4 separate regions of the Mus musculus genome follow, and all the other regions are linked to region 4. Evidence: chromatin contacts called from public Hi-C and HiChIP or PLAC-seq data. All regions are on one chromosome and are shown on one strand. Each heading gives the region's core, a stretch centred on a gene start, on an enhancer-like site or on the middle of the called end of the contact. The rest is flanking DNA. Distances are from core to core; before and after follow the strand shown. Region 1 overlaps Afg1l (AFG1 like ATPase). Region 2 overlaps Scml4 (Scm polycomb group protein like 4). Region 3 has its middle 32 kb from the start of Foxo3. Region 4 holds the start of Ostm1 (osteopetrosis associated transmembrane protein 1).

The links. A called contact is a pair of places that touch in the nucleus more often than the background predicts. HiChIP or PLAC-seq counts read pairs in DNA pulled down with a chosen protein or histone mark.
Region 1: a contact with region 4 is called in an H3K4me3 HiChIP or PLAC-seq map of stem cell-derived neural progenitor cells, with 16 read pairs. The contact joins the enhancer-like site here to the promoter of Ostm1 in region 4. A contact is called at or near these places in 1 of 39 promoter capture datasets (embryonic stem cells) and 8 of 115 datasets of contacts at active chromatin or transcription factors (cardiomyocytes, craniofacial prominence, embryonic basal ganglia and 4 more).
Region 2: a contact with region 4 is called in a Hi-C map of double positive thymocytes, with 2.6 times the contacts expected there. The contact joins the enhancer-like site here to the promoter of Ostm1 in region 4. A contact is called at or near these places in 1 of 484 Hi-C or Micro-C datasets (double positive thymocytes) and 4 of 115 datasets of contacts at active chromatin or transcription factors (bone marrow-derived macrophages, effector CD8 T cells, large pre-B cells and 1 more).
Region 3: a contact with region 4 is called in an H3K4me3 HiChIP or PLAC-seq map of forebrain, with 7 times the contacts expected there. The contact joins the enhancer-like site here to the promoter of Ostm1 in region 4. A contact is called at or near these places in 1 of 39 promoter capture datasets (embryonic stem cells), 1 of 15 datasets of contacts at CTCF or cohesin (the NIH/3T3 cell line), 1 of 484 Hi-C or Micro-C datasets (bone marrow-derived macrophages), 14 of 115 datasets of contacts at active chromatin or transcription factors (bone marrow-derived macrophages, craniofacial prominence, embryonic basal ganglia and 7 more) and 2 of 9 other capture datasets (adipose tissue and liver).

What each region holds. Positions count from the first base shown.
Region 1 is chr10:42,335,300-42,341,584 of GRCm38.p6, forward strand. Afg1l (AFG1 like ATPase) reads right to left here. Exons shown (of 13, transcript NM_145743.2): 9 at 4,883-4,953; 10 at 4,526-4,626. Among named protein-coding and RNA genes, the nearest start is that of Foxo3, 62 kb to the left of the region's middle. Within about 2 kb of position 4,567, at least 26 of the 459 cell types and tissues checked have an H3K27ac peak or open chromatin away from gene starts, as enhancers often do. A contact at or near this core is called in embryonic basal ganglia, forebrain and stem cell-derived neural progenitor cells, where this site is marked.
Region 2 is chr10:42,959,169-42,965,594 of GRCm38.p6, forward strand. It overlaps Scml4 (Scm polycomb group protein like 4), which reads left to right. Exons shown (of 9, transcript NM_172938.3): 9 at 1-1,614. Among named protein-coding and RNA genes, the nearest start is that of Gm5079, 29 kb to the right of the region's middle. Within about 2 kb of position 3,148, at least 124 of the 459 cell types and tissues checked have an H3K27ac peak or open chromatin away from gene starts, as enhancers often do. A contact at or near this core is called in bone marrow-derived macrophages, double positive thymocytes, effector CD8 T cells and 1 more, where this site is marked.
Region 3 is chr10:42,305,165-42,311,413 of GRCm38.p6, forward strand. No RefSeq gene overlaps it. Among named protein-coding and RNA genes, the nearest start is that of Foxo3, 32 kb to the left of the region's middle. Within about 2 kb of position 3,142, at least 23 of the 459 cell types and tissues checked have an H3K27ac peak or open chromatin away from gene starts, as enhancers often do. A contact at or near this core is called in forebrain, where this site is marked.
Region 4 is chr10:42,675,373-42,682,166 of GRCm38.p6, forward strand. It overlaps Ostm1 (osteopetrosis associated transmembrane protein 1), which reads left to right and starts at 3,544. Exons shown (of 6, transcript NM_172416.3): 1 at 3,544-4,025. The coding sequence starts at 3,612.

The sequences.
Region 1 (6,285 bases), core at 3,317-5,816, 340 kb before region 4:
TTAAAATGATAATTGTACAGTAGAATGGGAAACTACTTCTGCTGTGTGTGTGTGCATGTGTGTTTGTACACGTGTGTGTGTGTATTTAAAATCACATTTATTTATATGTGTCACATGTATGTGTAGAGGTCAGAGGTCAACTTGCTGGAGTTGGTTCTCTCTTTCCACTCTGGGGCTGTGTGAAAGTGAATCAGGCCACAGGCTGGTGGCTAAGTGTTGAACCATCGTAGTCACCCCCTGTCCTCAGCTTGAGCAAGATTCCACTACGCAGCCCAGGCTGACCTCAAATCCCCAACCCTTCCGCTTCAGCCTCTCAATGCCGAGATTACAGGTACATCCCACCGTACCCAGCTTATAGTTTTTGGATTGTTATTTTCTATTAGCCTTTCTGCATTTTTCTTCTGTCGTGTGTGATTTTACAACAGTATGCATTGGTTATTAGGAAATGTTGCTTCAATAAACTAGACCTTCCAAATGTGAAATGTTCAATTATACAATTACCAAAACATTCAGGTAGACATGGTAGCAAACACCTGTGAACTGAGACTCAGAAGGCTGAGCAGGAGTTCAGAGTCAGCCAAGTCACATAGAGGGAGACAGTGCTCTAGCCCTGCTCCTCTCCCCAGACTCCTGAAATTCTGCATTGTTAATACCACCATCAATCTCACCAGAGGGGCGAGGGAAAGGTTCAAAGACTGGGACCTTGATGGCAGAGACAAGTGCCAAAATTTTAACTTTTACTCCTTCACTCAGACTTCAACACTGGTGACAAACATTGCTCATTGTTTTAACTTGAAATGACAGTTTCCACTCATTTCCAAGAAATGTCTGTCAAACACTGTGGGGAAACGTCTGCCAAGTGGAAATACCACACTCTGTCACTCAGGCTTCTATGTAATCTTTAAGGGAGGGAAAAAACTGAAAGCCAAGAGCTTTGTCTTAAGGCGACCACGGTATTTGGCATACAGAAGTGTCTCCTAAAATGGGCCTTCCATCCTCACAAATATAGAAAGAATGCATGTTCTCAGAGTCAAAACTTAACAAAACCAGTCAGCTGACCACTCTATGTGGCCTCAGCTTAGATGGAGAGTCTGCTTGGCTTGGCTTTTGCTGTGTTGTTCCTCTGTGAGAGCCCAGCTATGGAGGACACTGCACAGTCTGGTGCCACTGTCTGCATTCAGCAGGTTTTACCTGCCATTTCTATAGCACCATTGCTGGAAATCTCACCCCAGTGGGCTCACAGGGGCTCCTGCATACTGTGATTACTCAACACAAATCCCTGATATAAGTAACTACTAGACACGCCATGGCTCTGGATCCAGAAAGGGCACCACATCTCTGGCCTCCCTTTCCTTTGGGGGCGCTCTGATAAAGTAGCGGAATTTGTATTAAGGACCTCTCAGGACTGGCGGTGTCTGCTTCCTCAGCTAGCGTCATGCTCTATCGGTGTCTCAAAGCTGACCTCAGATGTGGAAATGTGCAAGGAATCTGAGTGGATTTCATGGCAGAATTTGAACTCTATTTATGAACTGAGACAGAATTGTCCAGAAAACCCAGGCCATAACGGAGAGGTGAAGAATGCAGCATCTAACCCTCAAACCAGTAAGGAGCTCAAGTCTTCCTTTTGCTATTTACTAGCTATATGACCAAATGAACGTTACTTAACATCTAAATGCCTCCATTTCCTCATCTGTAAAATGGGACAATAATAGCACCTATTTATCATGGCACTAAATAAGCTACTAAATAACGAACACTTGGAATGATGGCTTCCTCATGCATGGTTCTGTTAGCTGTCATTTTTATATGGATGCTAGGGGGTCCTATTCTGGACTGATCTAAGCATGGCAATGCTGAATCAGACTTGTGAAGAGATAGAATAGAGAATACTAGAGATACCACGAAAGCAGAGGTTGATCTGCAGGGTTACAGATGTGAGACTATGCTTAGAGCAGGGAGGGAGAGGGGTGCAGAGGGTGGGATGGTTGACTTATGGAGCACGTCCAGTACTTCAAGTTAAACCTTCCATTCCCTCTTTAACTTACACACGGATACACAAGCTGCTACCCACTTAAAAGTCCACAAAAATAGTATTTCCCCCCATGGCTCAAAATTCCTCACTGCAGTATCAGTCTTTTGCTCCTTAGGGGACGATGCTCTCCTAATGATGTCCATGGTGGCAGCTGAGGGGGTCTCAGGCCTTCCAGAGACTACACTGTGTGACCCAAACGTGGACCCAGCCCCCAGTGTTTACTCAAGGACTTGGGTTGGATGTGTTGTTTTTATCTTGCCTGACTATCTTGTGGCAGCTACTTAGTCTGCTCATAAGATCATCATAACTAATTAAGAGTTTTAGGCTTAATCTGAAGTTGATTGATCTCAAGGATCCTCTCCGTGGAACATTCAGTCTCTGAATTGTCGCAATTATAAAGCTGCAAAGAAATGCAAAAACCACCATAATAAAGAAAATGGCAGTAAGGAACTGACCGCTTAAAAACTTAGCCCTTCCTCAGAGTTCTCCATAGTGAGCTTACGCTGCATCCCACCACATCCCACTGCATCTCCGAGCCAACGACCTGTCAGTCACTCAGGGCTTGTCTGATTCAGAAAACATCCCAGCTACAAGGGAACAATGCTGACTTACCCGTGCATGTCACTGGCAAGTGAGGGGGTCTATCTAACTAGAGGAGAGAAAGCTAGGCAGTCAGTGGCATTTTGTGGTAATGACCCCGTTAAAAACTCCAGAAGAAAACAACTGGAATGTTCATGCATTAAAGGATAGCAAGAAATCATGAAATTCTGGAGCATTTTATAGAAGGGGTTTCCTATGCAACTGAACAGCCAGTCACAAAGTGAAGGATACAATAGTGTGTTGGTTACGCCAAAATAAATGGAAGTCTTGTCTTATTGTTGATTTTGAGAATTTGGTTCACAGTTGTCATGAGGCCCAAACTTTTGTCAAATAAAGCTGAGCCGTGTCGGTATTAATTTCATTTTTCAATATTAAATCCTGATTAACCTTCTTCCCTCCAACCCCACTGCACAGAAAAAAAGACGATAAGGGATTTTGGATTCTAAACAACCCCTCTCTGATACCAAGTGTCCAGAATTAATGAACCTAGTCGAGAGACGCCGACCCTCGGACGTGCTCCACGAGAGGGCCCCGACCTCCTCCAGGACCCCACGGCCTGCCGGTTCCCCTCATTGGAGGCCTCCTCAGTGAGAGGAGGGCCTTTACCCTTGACCAGGGAGTCTGATTTAGCAAAGACAGTGAAACTTAAGCACAAGTCCAAGTGGACTTTCCCCCTGCAGGTACAGGTAATAGGGGGTTAAGACTGCCGCTGGGAGAGAAGAAGGAGTCGTGCCAGCCACAGTGGGGATCAGAGGTTGCCTCTCCATCAGAGTCTTAATTAATCCTAATTGTATTCCTTCTAAAGAGCTAAATGACTGCGGGTTGGACTCATCTGTGGTTTAAAGGTGACGAATGCTTGCCTGCTAGGAGTAGCTCAGCGGCTTTTGAGAAGCACACTCGGTTAACACTCAGCAGATAGAAATGAGAGCAAGCTTCTCTGTGCCTCAAAACAGCTCTGCTTGGACTAGCTAAAGCCAGGAATCAGGGCCTGGGAGGATGCTCGATTGAGGAACTCTGTGGAAAGTTACTCGAGCGCCTCAGGATTTACACAGGATAATCACATCGAGTATTCTACTGAGCACTGAGACCCCCACACTTTGAAAAGACTTCATATTTACAGAGGATTTGTGGTCAAAGATGTTCTGATATGGGTGTGTGTGTGTGTGTGCAAATATTCCATCTGTGAGATAAACTACTTCTATTATAATACCAGTGTCATAGTTTTTTTTTAAATTGATGTTCTTTCACCTGGCCAGCAGCTCAGACAGCATGGCAGCTGAACAATGAATCTGAAATATGCAGCTCTTTACCCGCGTCTCCTGAGATCACAGTAAAATTGCTTATCTTGCTTCTCATCCCCACTAATCTCACCTCATTTTTTTTCTCCTTGTAAAAAAATTTTTTTCCATTTACCATTTATTCCATGCATCCATGCTCAGGCTGGAAGGCAACCTGTGGGAGTTGCTCTCTCTTCTTCCACCATGTGGGACCATGGAGAACAGAGCTCAGATGGCCAGACTTGGCTGCAAGTGTCCTTACCCACTGTGCCATCTTGCCATCCCTTACACCTCAGTTTTCCTTACTCCCCTCACATGTGACTTTCACAATAGAGCCATATATGACACTGATTTTGCTTCTGCTTCCAGCAACAGTTGACAGTTGTCTCTGCATTTCTGATTTTTTTTTTCCTGAAAGCCCTTCAAAGAGCAGATTTTGTGCCAGAACCTACAAACATTGCTCGGTAAATGGATGAAAAATGTCCCTTAGGGAGATTTCTTCCTCCGTTCTGACTCTGTGAATGGCGTTTTAAAATCTGAAGCTGGCTGAGGGGAAAACATGAAGTATTTTAACATGTGAAAAGGCCAGTGAGTCTGGCCAGGCCTGGATACTTACTCTCTCACACAGCTCTTCAAATGTGCAGTCGGCAACGCTTCCACAGGCTTTATTCAGCCGCAGCTCTCTGCCTTGCACTTTCAGAATCCTTGGGCTAGTTACTATGGGAACATGAACAAAGACTCAATCTTGTCTGGATAATTACTATAAAATTCATCTCTTACAGATAGGAAATGCATAGCTTGATGAATAATAGCACATGATTCAACACATAAATTAGAGAAAATGCTGATACAATGACGGCCACTTGAGTGTGGCATCAACCCGTATACAGCAATGGAACTTATTAATTGGTCAGTGGAGATTGGGCATTGTGTTCTAAATGTATTCTCTTTCAAGAGAAATTAACTTACGTACAATCATTTTGTTTCTGAGCCAGCTCATCAAACAACTTATCCACGACGGCCTCCACATCAGCCTCACTTGTGCTACAGTGAAAAGAATAATAGAATATGAAATTAATAACACTTGAAGCCAACATCAAACAGCTGCCTGAGCCTGCTTAGCTTTTTGCCCATAAAAAAAGGAGAACAGGATGTTATGCTCTAAATACAAACATTAGATTTAGAATACACTTAAAAGCAGTGAATATTAACTCTCAGGTAGATGATCCTGCCTTATTTGCATACATTGAAAGACTTCTGAGCTTCTAGATGTTTCCAGTAATGAGACAATACAGGCGGAGTAAATCCATTAATACTATGTGTACACAATGAGAAGAAAGCTTCTGGCTCTCTCTTGCATGCAAAACAAGAGCAAATAGGCAAGGCAGTCAAGCATCCAGCAAGTATCCTTTGAAATCGCCATTGAGAGGGTACACGTGGAATTAAAGATTGAGGGTGTTTTGAGAATGAGAAAAACCAAGTCAAGCCACCGGCTGAGAGGATCGAGCTCTCAGGATGAGATCACTAGCTTCCAAACACCAACTTAATCAGCACCTCAGAAACTTTATCAGACTTCTATGCGTCTGAACACATTCAGGACAGACTTCTGTCAGGATAAGGACAAGAATAGACTCCAGTTTCTCTCAAAAATGTCCTTGTTGGAATCCCACCCCCGCCCCCTCCTTCTGTGAGGCCCTCATTGCCCAGGCTATGGAGTGAGTCTTACCACCCAGTCTTTTGTATTCTAATTAGAAATCACCATATGGTTTAAGGAGCTCACATATAGAGATGTGATAGTGCTGTGGCCTCTTTTCTTCTCACTTTTTTTTTTTCAAAGAAGGGTTGATAAATTAACAGTCAATAGGAGAAATAACTGGTAGAAGAAAGGCCATTCCAAAAAACCCTTCAAGTGCGAATCTAAGTTTCCTCTCATCCCGCACACAAACTTGCACAAGATGACCTGACAATATGCTTAATTTTGAAACAAATCAATCTTAGCTAATTGTGGAAGTGACTGACATCCTTTCAATTTTATTGAAAACTAGTCATTAAGATAAAGTTTAGACTAAACAGAATCTTTCTTAGCAGGCTGCTGACATTTAACACACAACCACGGAGCTCCTCAGCTGCAGCAAATGCAGCAGCAACTTAGAGCACAGCTGCAGTCAGCACAAAGAGGCCGCCCACCTCTGCAGGTTTCCAAGATATCATCTGCATGGTTGACGCCATAGGGAGTGCTACCTGAGTTTCATAAAGCCCTATAAGACCTTCAGATTAAGCCACATTAAAGGAACTAAATGAACTATGGAAAGAATGATTTAAAGACAATCACCAAAAAAAATTTTTTTTAAGTAATTTTTAAAATTACGCTTGCAT
Region 2 (6,426 bases), core at 1,898-4,397, 280 kb after region 4:
CGGTCTCTCAGATGGATCTACCTATTGTACCAATCAGGTAGAATTTAGGTAAAGAGCACAGGACATACTCCATGCTGTGCTATAAGGGCCCACTTTGATGTTCCCTGTTTGTGGGAGTGTGACATGACCCTGCAAGATCTTTGTTACATATACACGGGTGGTTGGACTTAAGTAAGACAGAGAAGGAGAAAATTGTCCCAGAGCTTCCCACTGAATGGAACTTGATCAGGCTGTGGATGAGCCGGATGTCTGTTATTGCTAGCATGAGGCAGAAATGACCTTGAATTAGACCTTGGAGAGACTCTTTAAGATGATAAAGCAATGAGCGGACTCTGCCTAGAAGAAGATTTTTAACTCTGGGTGCTCGCTGCTGCTCTGAAGTTAGATCCTTGTCTCAGAAAGCATCAGGCAGTTCCCACATACAGAACTGCTTGTGTGAAAGCTTTGAGATTAGACCGGTCACTTCACACAAACGTTTGCCCTTCCCTGGAGGTTCACGGTGCCTCTTCCAGGGACACGGGCTCCTTAGTGAGTGGTGGTATTAAGCTTGCCAAATGTCCTGCCTAAACTTACCCATGTCTCACTGGTGCCCCAAGTTAAAACAAGGCCAAACAAGTCAGGGGAGGCCTCTAATAATTTTTGAAGGAGAGCTAGAACCCAGTTCAAGTCTGTGGAGGAACGGAGCTGTGTCCCCAGACATGATGTCTTATTTCACACGAAGCCTTAAATTAGCTCAATTGTAGAATTCCAGATATTTAAGGTTTGGCCAAACAAAACAAAATAAAACAAAACACCAAGAAGCAATCTCATTAGTCTTGGAATGAGGGGCTGCCACATCACAGAAGGCCCAGCGGAACCAATTCTTCTTGCCTGTTTTTTCATAGAATCTAATTAGTTGACCAAATCAGCATTGCAATACTGCAAGTATAATTAATTTTCATCCCTCTCAAAAATCTTGTCAAACAGCGCAGCTAAATAGCTTCTCAAATGTAAAACATGCAAGGCCACTTCCTCTAAACAGACCTTCCAGGGTCAGACCGTAAGGGTTACCCTGGCCCAGATGAGCAGGACTTGAACTCACACCTGATAGTTCACAGGCTTGCTCTTCCAGCTGCACAGCATTGCTTCAGCTTGGAGTGGATAATGATCACATTTTGCATAATTCCAAATTAAAGAGTGTGGGTGCTCATGTTCCAAACATTTCCAATTACATTTGTCTGTTAAACACTTGGGGGAGGGAGGTTTCAAGAGAGTTCTGTTGCCTAAAGCATTTTAAATGTTTTATGAAACACATTATTCCCTTTGTGAAGATTTTAGATAAAAGATGTGGCCTGTGTGTATGAGTCTGTGTGTGTATTTGTGTATCTCTCTCTGTGTGTCTGTCTGTGCCTCTGTGTGTGTATGTGTCTGTTTATGGGGCTGGAGAGATGACTCAGCAGTTAAGAGCACTGACTGCCCTTCCGAAGGTCCTGAGTTCAAATCCCAGCAACCACACCGTGACTCACAACCCTCTGTAATGGGATCCTATGCCCTCTTCTGGTGTGTTTGAAAACAGCCTACAGTGTGTTTGAAAACAGCTACAGTGTACCCAAATATAATAAATAAATCTTAAGGAAAAAAAAAAAGAGTCGCCACTTTCTGAAACCAGATCACTATGTTTATAAAAAAAAAAAAAAAGGATGTCTCTGTGTGTGTCTGTATGTCTTTCTGTGCCTGTCTATAAACCTGTGTGTGTATATTTGTGTCTGTCTGTGTGTGTGTGTCTATGCATCTCCAGATACTGGAGTTGAAAAATCTAAGAAGTGGTTGTGAGGATAGCAGCTATTGCATGTTCTCAAATATCTTTCCAGCTTTGTAGTGCAGAGGCGCGGCATGGTCTGGTGCGGCATGGTCTGTTACGTGTAGGCATTTCCTCTTATTGTAGCAGGGCCTGTTCTGTGCACAGCTAGATGACCAGAACAGTCCTGGTGCCTAGACTTGTTCCTCTGAATCAGCTGAGTGGAAATGTCAGGACCTGAGGACCTGGATGCCGCAGGAAAGGCCTTACTGGAGAGGCCTCGGCCAGGAACAACTGCCTAAGCGTTTCACTTATGTCTGCCAGGGAGGACATGGGCCTGTTATTTCTCTTCCACAGGATTGCCAATTTTTTCCCCTTTCAGAAATAAAAGAGCAGAGAGAACGCCTCAGCAAAACCTGTGCTCAGAATTGATAACTTGGGAAGAGATGCTGGGCTGAGGGTTTGAGAATCAAACCAGATGAACAAAATTATACACTTCTTAGGAAAACCGTACAATACCGTTTGTGCCCACCGCCCCTGCCCATGACAGCCAGAACCTGATGATGCCACAGAATAATTCTTTAAATTAAAATGGGTTTAAAATTAAATGTATATTCTTTTAGAAGGGTTTGTTGAATCTCTGAAGAAAACTAGAAACACCCAATGTTCTGTTGAACACAGTCATCATTAGAAAGTCTTGAAGGACCTTCTGATCTCTCCCTGAGAACTATTCTAGAGAGAGGATACCTGGAGAGCTATCCCAGTGCATAAGTAACGGGATATGCACTCAAAAGATAACCTACCCCACTTTCCCCAGTGGAGGCAGGCTCGAACTGTTTAGATCATGGATAAAGACATGTTTTGGTTTTTTGCTTTTGTTTTTTACATAAACACACTCAGAGCTGAGTCCCTGCTCTGCTTGTGTGTTGCCACATGATTTTGCTCTGTTCCATGAGAGGTCCAGACTGGGAGCCCCTGGGGGAATCCAGCAGATGTCCAGATGTCCAGAGGCACCAACGGTCCTGCGTCCTTCCATATTGCCAAGTTAGCACCAGCTGCCCGGGAGCCCACTCTGGGCTCTGCAGAGCTAGGGATGCTGGAGCCGCAGCCCCTTTGTGTCTCTCCCTCCAAGGCTTAGTTAGCCTCATCCCACAGGATTCCTTCACGGACAATTGGAAGCTGGGTTTTTGGAAATCTAGTATTTACTTGAAAGAGGATCACTCTTATTTACTGCCACCAGTTAAAGATTAGGGCAACATGTCTGCTAACAATTTGCTTTGTGTAATTTTGTTTTAATGCTAATAAGCAACAGCTGGGACACTTCCTGTGGTAACTTCCTCTGTGGCTACAGTACAGTCAGCACACAAGACTGCACCAAGTGCTGCACTTACGAGCACACACTGGTCTGGAGACGCTGTGCTACGCAGCCAGCTGTACATTTCCCTAAGCTGTGCCCCTGGCCAACCTGCTAGACTTCCTACCTGAGACCTTGGGCTTCTTGGCACACTTACCAAGACACCGTTTCCCAGGCCAGCTGCCATTGGGACCAGGAGTTGATACTGTGACACAGGATGGCAGAACAGGAAGATGACAAAGAAGAAGAGGGCGGAGAACTGGCTTGGCAGTGACAGAATGGCGATTCTTGATAGTGTGGGGACAGCAGCATCTTTCTCTCTAAACATATCCATGAACCACTCAGGCTTGCTCTGTCACCTACTTGACCACATGGCCCGCGCCACGGCGCTGAGGCAGAAAAGTAGTCTACCAGTGGGTCCGGCACGGGAACGAACCAACAACATGCTTCTTCAAACCATGAAATGAGACATGGCGTCATTTTCCTGCAGCCGTGAACTATCAAAGGCTACTTTCACCACAAAAGGAAGCAGCCTAAAATCGTGTGATGTCTCTGCCTCCCCACCCAGGGTTGGACCGCCTTCCCTACAGTCTAGCGAAGCTCTCTGCTTGGCTTCTTCCCATCATAGGGAGTTCCCTCCCTGAGCAGCTGGCTTATCTCTCTGTTGCACAACTCTGGTTGTGAAAAAGTTTACTTCTCAGGGAGTCACAGATGTCCGTGAATCAGATACAAATATTCAAGGTGAAGTAAATTCTGAAATTTTTGTCTGTTTAATAGAGTTTATCCATGCAGTAGCCAAATCTACACCACAAACAGACATTGGCTAGTTGATCTCAACACTCGGCTCCCTGTCTTTGTGGTAGAAGAGTAGACACATATAAGAGTTGTGCCCAGAGGCTGCAGTTAGGTTTCCATTGCTACAATAAACACCATGGAAGAGCAATGTTATGGGTTGAATATGCTTGGCCTATTGGACGTGACACCATTAGGAGGTGTGGCCTTGTTTGAGTGGGTGTGGCTTTGTTGGAGGAAGAGTAGGGGTGGGTTTTGTGGTCCTATGCCCAAGTTCTACCCAGTTAGGAAAAGACAGACCCCCCCCCCTCCTAGCCTATAAAAGATAGTCCTCTCCTGGCTGCCTTCAGATCTAGACATAGAACTCTCGGCTCCTCCAGCACCATGTCTGCCTGCACACTGCCATGTTTCCTGCCATGATGATAATGGATTGAACTTCTTAAACTGTAAGCCAAACCCCAATTAAATGTTTTCTTTTATAAGAGTAGCCTTGGTCACGGTGTCTTTTCACAGCAGTGAAACCCTAACAAAGGCAAGCAACTTGGGGAAGATAAGCATTTGGATTGGTTTTGCTTTTCATCTGCCACATCACAGTTCATCACCAAGGGAAGTCAGGGTGGGAACTCAAACTGGGCAGGAATGTGGAGGCGGGAGCCAATAAAGAGGAAATGCTGTTTACTGGCTTGCTTTTGCTGGCTTACTCAGCCTGCTTTCTCATATAGCCATAGGACCACCTGCCCAGGGATGGCACCACCTACAATGGGATGGGCAATCACTGAATTTACAGCAATCACTGAAAAGATGCACTACACACTTGCCTTCAGGCCAAATTGTTGTTGAGACAGAGTCTCACTATGTAGCCCTAGCTATCCTGAAACTCACTATGTAGACCAGGCTGGTCTGGAATTCACAGAGATCCTGCCTCTGACTACTGAGTGCTGGGATTAAAGGCATTCGCTACCATGCCCAGCTATTAATTGATTGATTGATTAATTAATTAATTAAGTTCATGTGTATAGATGTTTTGTCTGTCCACAAGAAGAAGGCTTCAAATCCCATAGGACTATAGTTATAGATGGTTGTGAGCCACCATATGGGTGCTGGGGTTGAGCTCAGGAGCTCTGCAAGAGCACCCTGAACTCTCAACTGCTGAGCGTCTCTCTGACCCCTCTCCAGGCCAATCTTATGGAAGCATTTTCTCAGCTGAGGGTCCTCCTTCCTAAATGACTCTAGCTCGAGTCAAATTGACATAAAACTCGTGGTTTTGTTTGAATAAGATTGCCCCCCTCCTCCCGCCCTGTAGGCTTATATATTTGAATGCTTGGTCATCAGAGAGTGGCACTGTTTGAAAGGACTAGGAGGTATGGCCTTGTTAAAGTAGATGTGACCTTGCTGAACACCCAAACTAAAGCTGGGCATGATAGCACGCCTTTAACCCAGCACTCAGGAGGCAGAAGCAGGAGGGTCTGTATGAGTTCAAGCCCAGGCTGGTCTACAGAGTGTGTTCTAGGACAGCCAAGGCTACACAGAGAAACCCTGTCTCAAAACAACAACAACAAACAACAACAACAACAACCCAAAGCTAGGCATCCTGTCTCAGCCTCTTCCTGCTGCTTGCCAACCTGGGTGTAGAACTATTAGCTCTTTCTCCAGCACCATGTCTGCCTGGATGCTACCATGCTTCTTGCCATGAAGATAATGGACTGAACCTCTGAAACTGTAAGCCAGCCCCAATTAAATGTTGTCCTTTATAAAAATTGCCATGGTCATCATGTCTCTTCACAACAATAGAATGGTGACTAAGACAACTCACCAGCAAGGACACCAAACATGTCATAGTCTTCAAACACCATGAGAAGATTAATGAAAAAAAAATCTGTCATCTCATCAAAATGCTCTGTTCATGTAAGCAGAGAAGTTGTTCATGCTTAGGTGGTCACGTGCTACATTAACTATGAAAAAGACACTCAGAGATGGTGAGGCCCTGTATCTGTGATGCAGGAACTGAAGATGCTTTATTTTGATTAAAAACAAACAAATAAATAAGTCTATAATTTATAATAGGAAAGGAAACAGTCTACTGGAGCTTTTTGAAGGAGCAATGCATCCTACCAGCAAGGCACCTTGTTGAGTTGTAAAGTTCCATGTCTTCACTCATGTTAGTCTGACTCTTGTGTGTTTCCTTACTTGGTAAGAGAGTTTGAGCAGTAACGGTTGTTGATTCGCTTGTTGATACAACATCCTTTTCCTCATGATGCCTCTTCAAAAAGAATGCCAGATTCCTTCGGGGCCGAGTTCTCCATCCTCGCACTGATGGGGAATACCCGACACACTGGAAGTAGGTAGAAGATAACTCCACCTATCCCTTTCTGATCTTCACTCACCTCCTCCCTGGAGAACAGTTCCAGAATAATAAGGGCTCCCCTACTTCTCTAACTCCTGGCCCATCCACACGCATGTAAGTAGTTACTGGGGAACCTTAAGAGTAAAATCATGTGACTGG
Region 3 (6,249 bases), core at 1,892-4,391, 370 kb before region 4:
GTCTCACTGGTAACTTGGTGAAGTTTGGTCCTGGCTCTTCCTCTCAGCCCCATGCTCCCAGAAATAAGACTCAGACCCAAAACACAAATACCTTGCCATATAGCTAGGCTCTCCTCTAACCAGATCTTAACTTAAAATAACCCATTTATTTTACTCTACATTCTGCCACATGACTGCTTACCTGTGCTCAGGCACCATGTCTCATCCCATCTTCCTGGGTGAATCTCTCACGTCTGGTTTTATCCCAGAATTCTTTCTTTCTCCCGGATGTCCCGTCTTCTATTCACCCTTTCCTACAGGCCATAGGCTTTTTTATCGACAGCTGATGCATCCAAACAAATACACAAGATATTCTCGCTACAGTAACTCGATGGCCTCCCCACCTGTCTCACAGGCAAGTCTTTCTGTTGCTTCTTCAGAAGTGTGTGGGGCTATGCTGGGCTCAGTCAAATATTGGGACCATTTTGTCCTAAACTTAATATTGTTTTAGTATGGCTTGCTGCTTATTTTTATGTTGTGAAATCTGATTATGTCACTTCTATAAAAGCCTAAGCAATTATTTTTTAATTCTACAGACTATGTTACTCTAATCAACAGAAATCAGCAAATAAATTTAATATTCTGCATGCTACAGAGTTCTGTTAACAATACGATAGGTCATTAGTGCAAACCGAGAGGTGCATGTTGGTGACTGCAGCAGGTTTTACAGTCTGCACTCTGAAGTTTGGATTCTAAGAGGGGATGATGGTTAAGCCAGAGGACAGGTCACATCTCACTTCTCTTTAAACATTCAGAAAAATAATATTCTAGTCATTTGCCTCCTCTTCTGGGTTTCCGGAAGTAACTAGTCATTTCTCTTGGCACCCAGCAAGCACTGTACTGAACTAGCACTCAGTACTCATTTAATAAGGGAGAGACGAGGGGTGGGGCTTCACACTCCGCCCCTTTCTGCCAACCCTGTGCTGTCTATACCCTTCACTATGATTTCTGGCTGACAATCCTCCACATCCCCAGACAAAGCCATTCTTGATGCTCACTACATTGTGTCTGTCTGTCTGTCCCTAAGAGGTTATGAATCTGTTTTGGCCAGGGAGTTTCTCCTGTTCACATAGATGTGTCTCTGCCTGGTTCTTTGAATAATAGTGAGTGAATGAATGGATGGTTAGTGAATACTTATATGCTGTTTTTAACAACTTCATTGAGAAACATTCACATATAAAATCCAACCATTTAAATAGTTCAGTGGTCCTTGTTAGTCTGTATGCAGTAATTCACCTCCTCGTCCAGTTGTATGTGATGACCCCACCTCTCTGTTCAAATGTATGTAATAAGCACGCTGAGCTTCCAAGGTGCTGCGGGTTCTTCATCAGAGTATGGTTCGACAGATCTCAGCTTCTTTGTGTGTCTTTGTGTAGAAATAAGACCAATGGGGCGGGGGTGACAGAGTCATGTGACAGAGTCATGTGACGGACCCTAGGAATCAGTCTCTGGAAACCAGCATCAGGGTTGCAGGTCTGAGTTTATTGCCCAACACCTAAGCTTATATACAGTGTTTGAGCCAACCCCAAGCCCCTAAATCCTTAACCAATCATATCTCGCCACACCATCACTATGTCCCAATGAAAGCCCTGGCTGATGCGGTAACTCACCTGTTAGGACTTCCATGAAGATGGGGGAAGCAGCCACCGCCCTGGCTTCCATTCCTTTTTGCTGTCTCACCAGTGTCCTGGGAGCCATCTTAGATCTAAAGCTATATAGTGCAGATCAGGGTTCTCTGAGGAGTTATAGGACCCTGTGCAGCCCCCTCCCCTTCACCCCCTGCTCTTCATCCCATGTTTTCCTTAACAAGGTTGATTTCCATGTCCTCCTCATCCGTGTCTGTTTGTCCTTTCTTCGTTCCCTCTTGGCTCCCAGTCAGGTCAAGTCCCTGGAGCCATGCTGGGTTTGGTAGCAGACAGTCTAACCGGCGGTGGGAATGAGGGAGGAGATGCATTCTGGGAACAGTGTGACAGGGCTGGAGAGATGGCAGCAGTGAAGAGCACTTGGTGCTCCTGCAGAGGACTCAGATTCTGTTCCCAGCACCCACGTGGTGGTTTGTAACCGCCTATAACTCCAGGTCCGGGGAACAGAGTGTGAAGAGAATGCTTTGTCTAACATTGAATGTAGTTTTCACAATTATAAAATCCACCACAGGATGATGCAAAGCAAAGGCCCTCACCAGATGTACCTCCATCACGGACTCCTCCATAGATACACATATCTCTTTGTGATAAGCTGCCCAGTCTCTGGTATTTATTCTATTATAGCGACACAAAACAACCAATAAGACACTATTTGTATTTCTGGGCCTCATCAGTCTGGGCAACTTTTTCAGAAGTCCCATGGTGTGTGCTTGCGAGTGTGTGTGTGGGTGTGGGTGAGTGTGTGTGCTTGAGAGTGTGTGTGAGTGTGTGCTTGTGAGTGTGAGTTTGTGTGTGTGTGTGTGTGTGTGTGTGGTGTTGCACATGACTGCATCCTAGTGTGCTTTCTATGGCTGTGATAGACGCCATGGCCTACAGCAGCCTGGGGGTAGAAAGGGTTTAGCTCACCTTACAGTTATAATAGAAGGGAAGCCAAGGCAGGAAGCCGGAACTGAACCCGAGACCATGAAGGAACTGCCTACTTTTCACAGGGCAGCAGCCAATCATTAATCAAGAAAATGCCTCCACAGACTTGCCTGCAGACCAATCTTATGGAGGCGTTTTGTCAGTTGAGGTTGCCTCCTCTTGGATGATTCCAGTTTGTGTTAAGTTCACCCTCCCAGCCCCCCACCCTCCTACCCACAGGTTGGCTCCCGCCAAGACTCCAAGTCAGACACACAGACAGGGGAACAGTGCTGTAGTTCCCAGTCATTGTTTAGGAACAGCCAAGCTAGGAGTGAGAGCCCAGGGCAGAGCCCCTCCCCCAGAGAAGGAATTTAAGCTTGCCAAAGGGAGGGAGCTCCGAAGCAGTCACAAGAGGGTCTCATATCGGGACCACACTCCACTCTTGAATTGACTGAGGATCTCAAAAGACGCCTGACTCTCTGGAGGTAGCGCAGGCCTGGGAATAAGAAGCATTGAGAGTTCCCAGCCCGAATTTCTAGACTTTTCCCGTCGGTTCACCCACCGACCACAAGATGGTGCCCTCGTCATGGGAAATGGCTGAAGCCCACCAACCGAGCAACAGTTTCTGTTAGCGGATTTCAGGACATCCCCCAGCATCTCAGCCTGTGTCCTTGGAGGGAGTGCGGCTGAGGGCTGCGGTCCTTGCTCCCCGGAATGAAAACCTCCAGGGAGGCTGCATTTTCAGTTTCGCATTCCTCAAGGATGGATAATTTACAACAGTCATGGATGGAACCTTTCCGATTATGTTGTCAGCCCGTTACCCAGTTAAGCCTCTACCAATCTGCCGCAAGCTTGCTATTGCTCTCTTCAGAACACTCCTTTGAAAGAAAATTGAGAAGAGTCACGTAGTAAAAACCAGTACAAGGGTTTCCTGGTTCTTGAAGAATGCAGACCACCTAAGGCCACAGTCAGGGCTGAGGAAGACCTCCCAGAGCTGACAGACTCGCCGCTGCCTAGGTGGAATCCTGGGATTCCTCCGGAGATGCTGACTCAGCATGAGGACAGACTCAAGGCCGGACACACTCCAACGCTGAATTGGGAGATATTGGCCCCACTCACTTGGGTTTTTTTTTCCACGTGTGAATTTTACAGGCGGGGAAATGAAGTGTTTAGAAGTTAGTGTCAAAATGTGGGCACTTGATGCTCTCCTCGAGGACCCAGGTTCAGTTCCTGGCACCCACGTGACAGCTCGCGACCATCTGTATTTCCAGTTCTAGGGGATCTGATTCCCTCTTGTGGTCTTTGAAGATTCCAGGCATGAACAACAGGGTGCACATGCACACGCGGGCAACACACCCATGCATGTAATATATAATATAACATGGAATGAATGTATTTAAAATGCAGGTGCACTAGGAATGTCATATAAATTATTTTGGTGCTATATGTAGAAGGTGTATGTGAAACTTAATTGATTGTCTGTTTAAGTTGTAGTCTCATTCCAAAGATAGCTCATTACAAATATGCAATGCCCCAAGTCTGAGGAACACTCAGAGTCCAGCCCCCTCTGGTCCTGGGCATCTGAGTGCTTGCTGAAGGATCCCACCACCCATTTCCTTTTGGTCTGGCTGCCATGTTGTTTTCTGGTTTTCCCTTTTTCTTGCATGCTGACTTGTGAGACCGACCTTGGGAAGAGAACAGGATGCTGATGGATCATTTCCAGCATGTGTGAACGCCATCCTCCTGCCTCCTGATACGGAGGCAGAACCCTCACAGGGCCTTCCAGCCCTCCTCTCTGAACCCCACTCCCAACTGATACAGCCCCTTCCACCAATGCCTCCCCAAACAAGGCTTAGGGAGCTGGGGGTCTGGAGGGACAGAAGGGAATGGGAGATGTGCACCCTGCAGTAACGCAGGCAGAGCCTTGTGCTACAGCTCACCCTACAGACACGGTGTTTTTAAACGCTGTCTAAACTCTTCAGTAGCAGGGTGACACGCCACCTACACTGGGAGTTGCCTGACCTCAGGCATGAGGCTGATGTGGCTGTGCCATCTGCCATGAGCTGATCACTACGTTGGTTTGGCTGACATGGCTGGGTTGGTAGGTGCCCCCTGCTTTTTCCTCTTCAGTCCATGCGTCCTTCCTGAAGCTTCTCCCTGTTGAAGACAACCCTCTCCAACAGGGGCCTGCCTTACTGTAGTGTGCAGAGTGCGGAATGTTTCTTTGGAAATCTCCAAACAAGCTTTTAAGGTCCAAACCTGGACCTTGAACAAAAACTGGCGTGGGGGCACTGTGCCAGCAATACCATACACTCGGGGACAGTTCCTTTTTTGGTCAGTCCTCTGTCCATCTGTCTATCCATCTACACTGTCTTTTTTTATTACATTTTAAGAAATGTGGAAGGCAAAAGCTAAGCTTTAGAATTGGGGCGTGGCTGAGAGACAGATGCCTGGCATGTGAGGCCTTGGGTTGAGACCTCAGCACTGTGCACAGAGACCGACACAGAGGCACACACATACACACTGAGTCACTGAGACACACAGACACACACAAACCTACACAGAGACACACACATATACACTGAAACACTGACACACACACACACACAGACCTACACAGAGGCACACACATACATACTGACACACACATACATACACACACACAGACCTACACAGAGGCACACACATACACACTGACACACACACACATACTCACACACAGACCTACACAGAGGCACACACATACACACAGAGACACTGAGACACACACACAGAGACCTACACAGAGGCACACATACACACACATACACACACACAGACCTACACAGAGGCACATACATACACACAGAGACACTGAGACACACACACAGACCTACATAGAAGCACACACATACACACCAAGACACTGAGACACACAGACACACATACACACAGAGACCTACATAGAGGCACACATAGAAACACTGAGGCACACAGACACACACACAGATACAGAGACCTACAGAGACACACACAGAGACACCACACACAGACACACACACACAGATATACTGAGAGACACACAAACAGACACACACATACACACACACAAATAGAGATACAGAGACATACAAAGACACCGATATACACAGAGACACCACACACAGATACACACACACACACACACACACACACACACACACACACACGATTTAAAAACAAAGTTAAGCTGTTTCTACTTAGCTCAGAACAGCAGCTGTGCTGTTAGTGCGTGGATACTCACAAGTCATGATCAAATGGTTCTGTTTCTACACGGTAAAATGAAATGAATTCATAGATGTGAGATGTGAACCTCTGAAGTGACCTCCAGTGACTTCAGTCTCCTAGGCCTTAGTTTCCTGATCTGTAATTCTCTTTGTAGGTCTACTTTGTAAACCAATATAACTGAACTATCTAGTATTAACTTGGGACATAGTGAGCTATGTTCTTCAAGGAGTTTTTTTTTTAAGTGTGTGTGTGTGTGTGTGTGTGTGTGTGTGTGTGTACATGTGTGCAGGTGCCCTTGGAAGCTAGAAGAGATCAGAGTTGCGTATTGTGGTTGCTGAGAACAAAACTCAGGTCCTCTGCAAGAGCAGTACACACTCCAAACCACTGAGCATCTCTCCAGGCCTTCTCTCTTCATTTA
Region 4 (6,794 bases), core at 2,294-4,793:
CAAACTGAAGTCACCTAGGGAGAAAGAAACCTCCGTTGAGGAATTGCTTTCATTAGATTGGGCTGTGGGACATTTTCTTGGTTGGATGGCTGATGTGGGAGGGCCCAGTACACTGTGGGCAGGGCTAGTGGTCCTTTGTGTAAAAGGTCTGAGCAAGCCTGGGAAGGCGCCAGTAAGCATCCTCCTCCCATGGGCTCTACTTGAGTTCCTGCCTCCATGATCTATGTGGGAGTGTAAGGCAAACCAACCCTTCCCTCCCCAAAGCTGCTCTTGGTTACGGTGTTTCATCACAGCAACAGAAGCCAAACCACGACATACAACTAGGACACACAAGTGATTTCTGTCCCTGCTGACCCAGCTCCCAAGTCCCACAGAGGACTGGCCCTCCCACATCAATCATCAACCAAGAAAATGCCCCACAGGCTTGCCGAAGGGCTGATTTTACCAAGGCACTTTCTCAATTGAAGTTCACTTTTCTCAGGTGACTCTAGCTTGGGTCAAGTTGACAAGAACCAGCCTGCATGACTCCTAACTCTGAATCCTTGGCAGGCATTGCATCTGCGATTTAAATACTCTCTGGGCACCTCCACCACAACCATCCTGAGTGGCCAGTTTCAGCTGGATTCACAGCTTCTGTGTCCTTCCCAATGCTCTCCCTTCCCTGTGTCCCTGTCCCTAACCATGGCACTACCATCTGCCTGGTTATCTTAACCTATACAGGCCAAAATACCCACTGGTTCTCATTCTTCCTGGATCATAGTTCTTTAGTCAAACCTCTCTCTTTCCCACCAGACATACCTCAATGTCTTTTATACAGTTTCTGTCTTCTCCTTTAATGACACACTCTCAGTTTTATGATGTAGGGGGTGGGGAGTTACATATTGTTGCTAGAGTTCTCTACCTAAAACGCTCACTGTAACTCTGTTAACAGTTCTTGTTGCCCACAGGCTGAAGGGAAAGCATTTGAGAAAGTCCTAGGCAGGTGGTTCAGGTTTAGCTCCATCCCTGCGGTCCATCAGTGCAGCAACAGCAGTTTCAAGCAACAAGAGCGCACAGCTGCAGCCGTAAGACAAGAGTCCTTTCTTCTAGTAGCTGCTGCTACTTTCTCCTAGGATGCTGTAAGCTGCTAAGGAATCCTGCTCACCCTGTAAGACCTCAAAGATCTCTTCCTCCTGGAAGAAGTTTCTGACTCACCTCTAAGCCCAGCAGACAGCTTCTTTATAATGCCCCCTAAATACTACTGCAGCGGCTCCTGTAAGCTTGATTTAGTCCTGCTACACACATTTATTGTTCTTTCCAAACCATTTGCTTTAATTTTGTGTATGTGTCTAGGCATACCTGTGGAGGTCAGTGGACAACCTGGGAAGTCTCTTCTACTGTGTCCTTGGGGTTGATAGTAAGCATCTTTACCCGACTCAGGGGTATCTTACTCACTGTTCTATTGCTGTGAGGAGACACCACGACCAAGGCAACATATAGAAGAAAGCGTTTGACTGGGGGCTTGTTTGCAGTTTTAGAGAATTAGGCCACTGCATCATGGCAGGAAGCACACAGTAGCAGAGAGCTTTACAGCCTGATCCATAGGCAGGGAGACGGAGAGGGAGTGATAGACAATCAGACAAATATATACATACATACATACATACATACATACATACATACATACATACACACACACACACACAGACAAAGACACTGGGCCTGGCATGGGCTTTCAAAACCTCAAAGCCGACTCCCAATGACACCTCTTCCAACAAGGCCATGCCTCCTAAATCTTCTGTAAGCAGTATGTTACTAGGGAGTAGACATAGAAAGATATGAGCCTATGGTGGCATTCTCATTCAGACCAGGACATGATGATAATAACTCCAGAGTCTCAGACCTTTGAACACTTGGTCCCCCGTTGGGGCACTGTTTGCCAAGGTTTAGGAGGTACAGCCCTGATGCAGTGTCACTGGAGGTGGGCTCTGAGAATGTAAAGACTCCCACAATTCCCATTCATTCTCAGCTTGTGCTCAGTGTTTAAGATGTGAGTTCTCAGTATCCTGCTCCAGCCTGTTGCTGCCTCCCCTGCCGCTGTGGATGCTAGCCCCCTGGAACCATGAACACAACACCTGCTGAACCATCTTGCTGGATGGCCCTACAATGGTTTTTTTCCTATCCTATTCTTTTTTTTCTTTCTTTCTCTTTTTAATTAATTAATTAATTATTTTACACTCCATATTTTATTACCCCCCCCAACTCTCCGACTGATCCACATCCCGTACCTCCTCCCCATACCTCTGTCTCTACATGGATGTCCCCACCCCTCACATCCTACTCTTGAGCACATTATATCCTGGCCTCTTGCTTTATTCCAGTGTCTACTGCAATGACTTATTAATAGGCTTTCTTTTGATTTGTTATTATGGTTCTCTCTCTCTCTCTCTCTCTCTCTCTCTCTCTCTCATGTCTCTGGGTTGACAGAATGCTTGCTTGCTTAGCACACACCAGGCCCTGGGTTTGGTCTCCAGCACCACAAACACCTGGCAATGGGGGTACATGGTGGCACTTTCAGCAGGGAGGCAGGAAGATCAGAATTTCAAGGCCATTCTCTGGTATAGCGCAAACATGTTTCTTAGTGTGTTAGAGAACTAGCCTGAGTTACATGAGGCTTGTCTCCAAGAAGAAAAATACCTATATGTATTAATATTATATAATGTATACATATTTATTATCATAACATATATTATACATTACATAATATACAATATAACATATTACAACATATCATAAAATGCTACGTGTCACATATTACATGTTATATATTAATATTACATATTATGTTACAATATGTTATGTAATATATGGTATAATAATCGTATAATATAGAATATATAATAATAACATAGTGGGGTATGCTCAAGTGTATGTATTAGGTAGGATTTCTATTGCGCTAAAACACTACACCCAGATCCGAGCCGTACACAGGTGTCACTAGTCAGATAGTTATATTTAAATTAAGTGACATTGGACAATTAGTTCTATCATCGTAGTAGCTACAATTCAAGGGTTCAGCTGCTACATGTGGGTAGTGGCTTCCCTATTAACTAAGACGTGGACTATATTCATCACCCCAGGAAGTTCTGTTCGGGGTAGATAGTTGAGAATTAAAATCAATCAATCAAGCCTTTTGAAGCCACAAGTTCCAAAACCAGAACTGCCAACGGATGTTATCCACTCTCCAGAGGAGATGAAGAAATTTTACTAATCCAGAGCCAATGAAAATGAACACCTGCCCAAACCATCAGTCTACTGGGTTTTTCTGGGAGCTCACTCGGCAGTCATCTCCCTGGAGTTCCAGCAACCAGAACAAACTCCACAGGCTCATGGAAGGCGGGGAACTGCAGGGTGCAGAGCGTGCAAGACGGAGGCCTGGGATGCACTGGGGTTGCAGCAGCTCTACAGACCTCCAAGCGGGGCGCGCTCACACCCGCGCGCCTCCGGAGGCAGGTGGGCGGGGCCGTGACGCACTCACCTCGTGACTCCACTCAGGGCCTGCGCCGGCCGAAGCCGGAAGCGGCTGCTGTCGGAAGCACCGGGCGAGCTATCTGTTACAGTCCGGCCCGGGGATGGCTCGGGACGCGGAGCTGGCGCGCAGTAGCGGGTGGCCGTGGCGGTGGCTGCCGGCGCTGCTGCTGCTGCAGCTGCTGCGGTGGAGGTGCGCCCTGTGCGCGCTCCCCTTCACCAGCAGTCGGCACCCAGGCTTTGCGGACCTGCTGTCGGAGCAGCAGCTGTTGGAGGTGCAGGACTTGACCCTGTCTTTGCTGCAGGGCGGAGGTCTAGGGCCGCTGTCACTGCTACCTCCGGACCTGCCGGATCTGGAGCCTGAGTGCCGGGAGCTGCTGATGGACTTCGCCAATAGCAGCGCCGAGCTGACCGCCTGTATGGTGCGCAGCGCTCGGCCCGTGCGCCTCTGCCAGACCTGCTACCCGCTCTTCCAACAGGTCGCAATCAAGATGGACAACATCAGCCGAAACATCGGGGTGGGTAGAGGAGCAGCCTCGGCACCTGGGGGGGGGGGGGGTTGGGAAAGTAAGGAAACGGCATTGGACGGTCTGTGGAGTTAGGGTATCAGAAACAAGCGGGTGACTTTAGGGGCTTATGGCTTGGAATGCTGTCCCCCTGGATGCTGTAAGCCGGCATCTTCTTGGGACAGGTTTGCTGGAACATTGCAGCGAACATACCCAGAGCCACCAGTTTCTATCAGTGTGACCTTTATTATTTTTCAAAGTATTGAGTTCGGTTCCATCCTGTTTATCAGCTTGTTCTCTGGCAAGTTAGTGACATTCTCTGCTTGTTTTCTCATCCGGAAAGTGGGGACAAAGAGAGGCCACACAAAGCGACATACAGTAATAGTTCGTGGTCGGTGAGTTGCCATTTTAGGATAGTCTGCCTTCTCTGTAACTCGAGAGCTTTCCTGGTCACTTGGAAGGTAATGTGAAGGACTTAATGAAGGCAAACCAAAAGAGGAAGACACAGTCTTTGCCTCTAAGAACTGTATAAATTAGGAAAGGATTACGGTGTCGGCCACCGTGAGAGTCACAGGGTTGCCTGGTAAAGGAAAAATAAGGAGGACACAGGGATTGGGGGTGGAAATGGTTCTTGCGTCCTGAGGGGCCAAGTAGTCTCATGAAAAATGTGGCTTCAGTTGCTTTAGAGGTCGTAATTGACTAAACTAAATAGAAATGTCAATAGGTGTATCTTGTTTTTAATCTAGCCTAATGTTACTAAGCAGATTTTTTTTTTTTTTGTAAATGGGGACATTCATTTGCATTAAGTAAAGTCCAGAGTCACTCTTTGTGGAAAGATTTGGCTTTCAAGGCAGTTTAAATAGGAGTGCATGCAGTATTTTTCAGATTCGCTCCTTTCTCTATGACTTTAATATGCAGCGTTGTATTTGATTTTGAGCAGTTACATTAAATAAGCTGTTTTTAGGGAGTCTTTTCATTCTATTTTAATTTAATTAATGTATTTATTTGTGATGAAGTTTCTTGTCGCCCTGACTGGCCTTGAACTCACCGAGTAGCAGAGGATCACTTGACCCCTCCTGCTTTCCCCTCCCAGGTGCCTAGATTACGGACGTGTCACTATGGTCTGGTTTTATGCAGCTGTGAATAGAACCCATGACTTGTCCACGCTAGACAAGCTGTGTACTAACAGAGCCCCAACCCTGTCTTTAAAGTAGTCTACCAAGTAACAGGCTGGCATCTCCTCACAGTAACAGTTTGTCCACTCTACATCTCCTTTTCTCCAAGTTCCTGCTTCACATCTCCGTTGTACCCTCCCACCTTCTGTAACTCCTCCCCCTTCCTTGTACCCTCCCACCTCTGTAACCTCCCCTTCCCCTCCCTCTCCGTTGTACCCCCAACTATCCATAACTCCTCCCTCTCCGTTGTACCTTCCGCACTATGACCCCCCTCTCCGTTTTACCCTCCCACCATCTGTAGCTCCTCCCTTTCCCTTGTACTATCTGTAACCCTTCCCCCTCCCTTGTATCCTCCCACCATCTATAACCCATCCCCCTCCCTCTCCGTTGTGCCCTCCCACCATTTGTAAGCCCTCCTTTTCAGTGTGACCCTTCCACTTTCATATCTCATGTGGTCTGTTACCCTCCCCCCTCCCTTCAGCTTCTTTTTGTTCCCTGTCTTATGGTCTCCTTCCTGATTTCCTGGCCTCTACTCAACACTCACTCCATGTTAATACACATATATAAGCATGAAAGGCTAGGATATGCATAGGATAGAACATGTAGCATTTGTCTTCCTGTGCCTAGATCATTTCACTTAATACCTGATTTTTTCAGTTTCATCAATTTTCCTGCAAATTTTATAATTTCCAGCTGCCTTTTCTTTAAAAAAAAAGAAAAAAACTTAAGTAACAAGGCCTCTTGTGGGCACAATGCCCATGAATGATGATGTTAACCTTGGGTCTTTGAGGCTATAGATGTTTTCCTTGTGTATGTAGATGCTGTGGAATTATGAGGCTTTAAAAAACATGATCCCAGTGGGCTAGAGTGATGGTTCAGGGGTTAAGAGCACTTGCTGCTCCTGCAGAGGATGCTGGTTCGATTCCCCGGTGGTATAGGTGGATGTGATTCATGCACCTGTAACCTGGTGGCATGGGTGGGTGACTGCATGTACCTAATACCTGGTGGCATAGGTGGGTGACTGCATGCACCTATAACCTGGTGGCATAGGTGGGTGTGACTGCATGCACCTGTAACCTGGTGGCATAGAAAGTAAAGGCAGGAATCTTGCTGGGGCTGCTGGCTACCATTCCACCTGCCTAAGACAAGTTCCAGGCTTAGTGAGAGACCCTAACTCAGGGAATAAGGCATAATAAGAGTTCTGCAGTGACTTCTGTGCCAGGGTAGGGGAGTACCGGGGGGGGGGGGGCTCCCCTTTTTCAGAGAAGAAGGGGATGAGGGGGAATAGGCTGTGAGGGGGCAGGAGGAGGGGAAATTTGGTCAAGATGTAAAGTGAATAAATAAAAGGAACAAAAGGAACGAAAGAGAAAAGTACGTACTTGGGGCTTAGTAGGTAAGGGCAATGTCAGGGGCCCACACAGTGGCTGGAGAAAACCGACTCTGTGAGCTGTCCTCTGGCCTGCACGCGCGCGCGCGCGCACATACACACACACACACACACACACACACACACACACACACACACACAATGTTTAAGAACACAAACGTAGCAGACAAAAGCAAGAGCTCTCTTAGACGCATCTTGTTAGTGAGCTATACACAGATG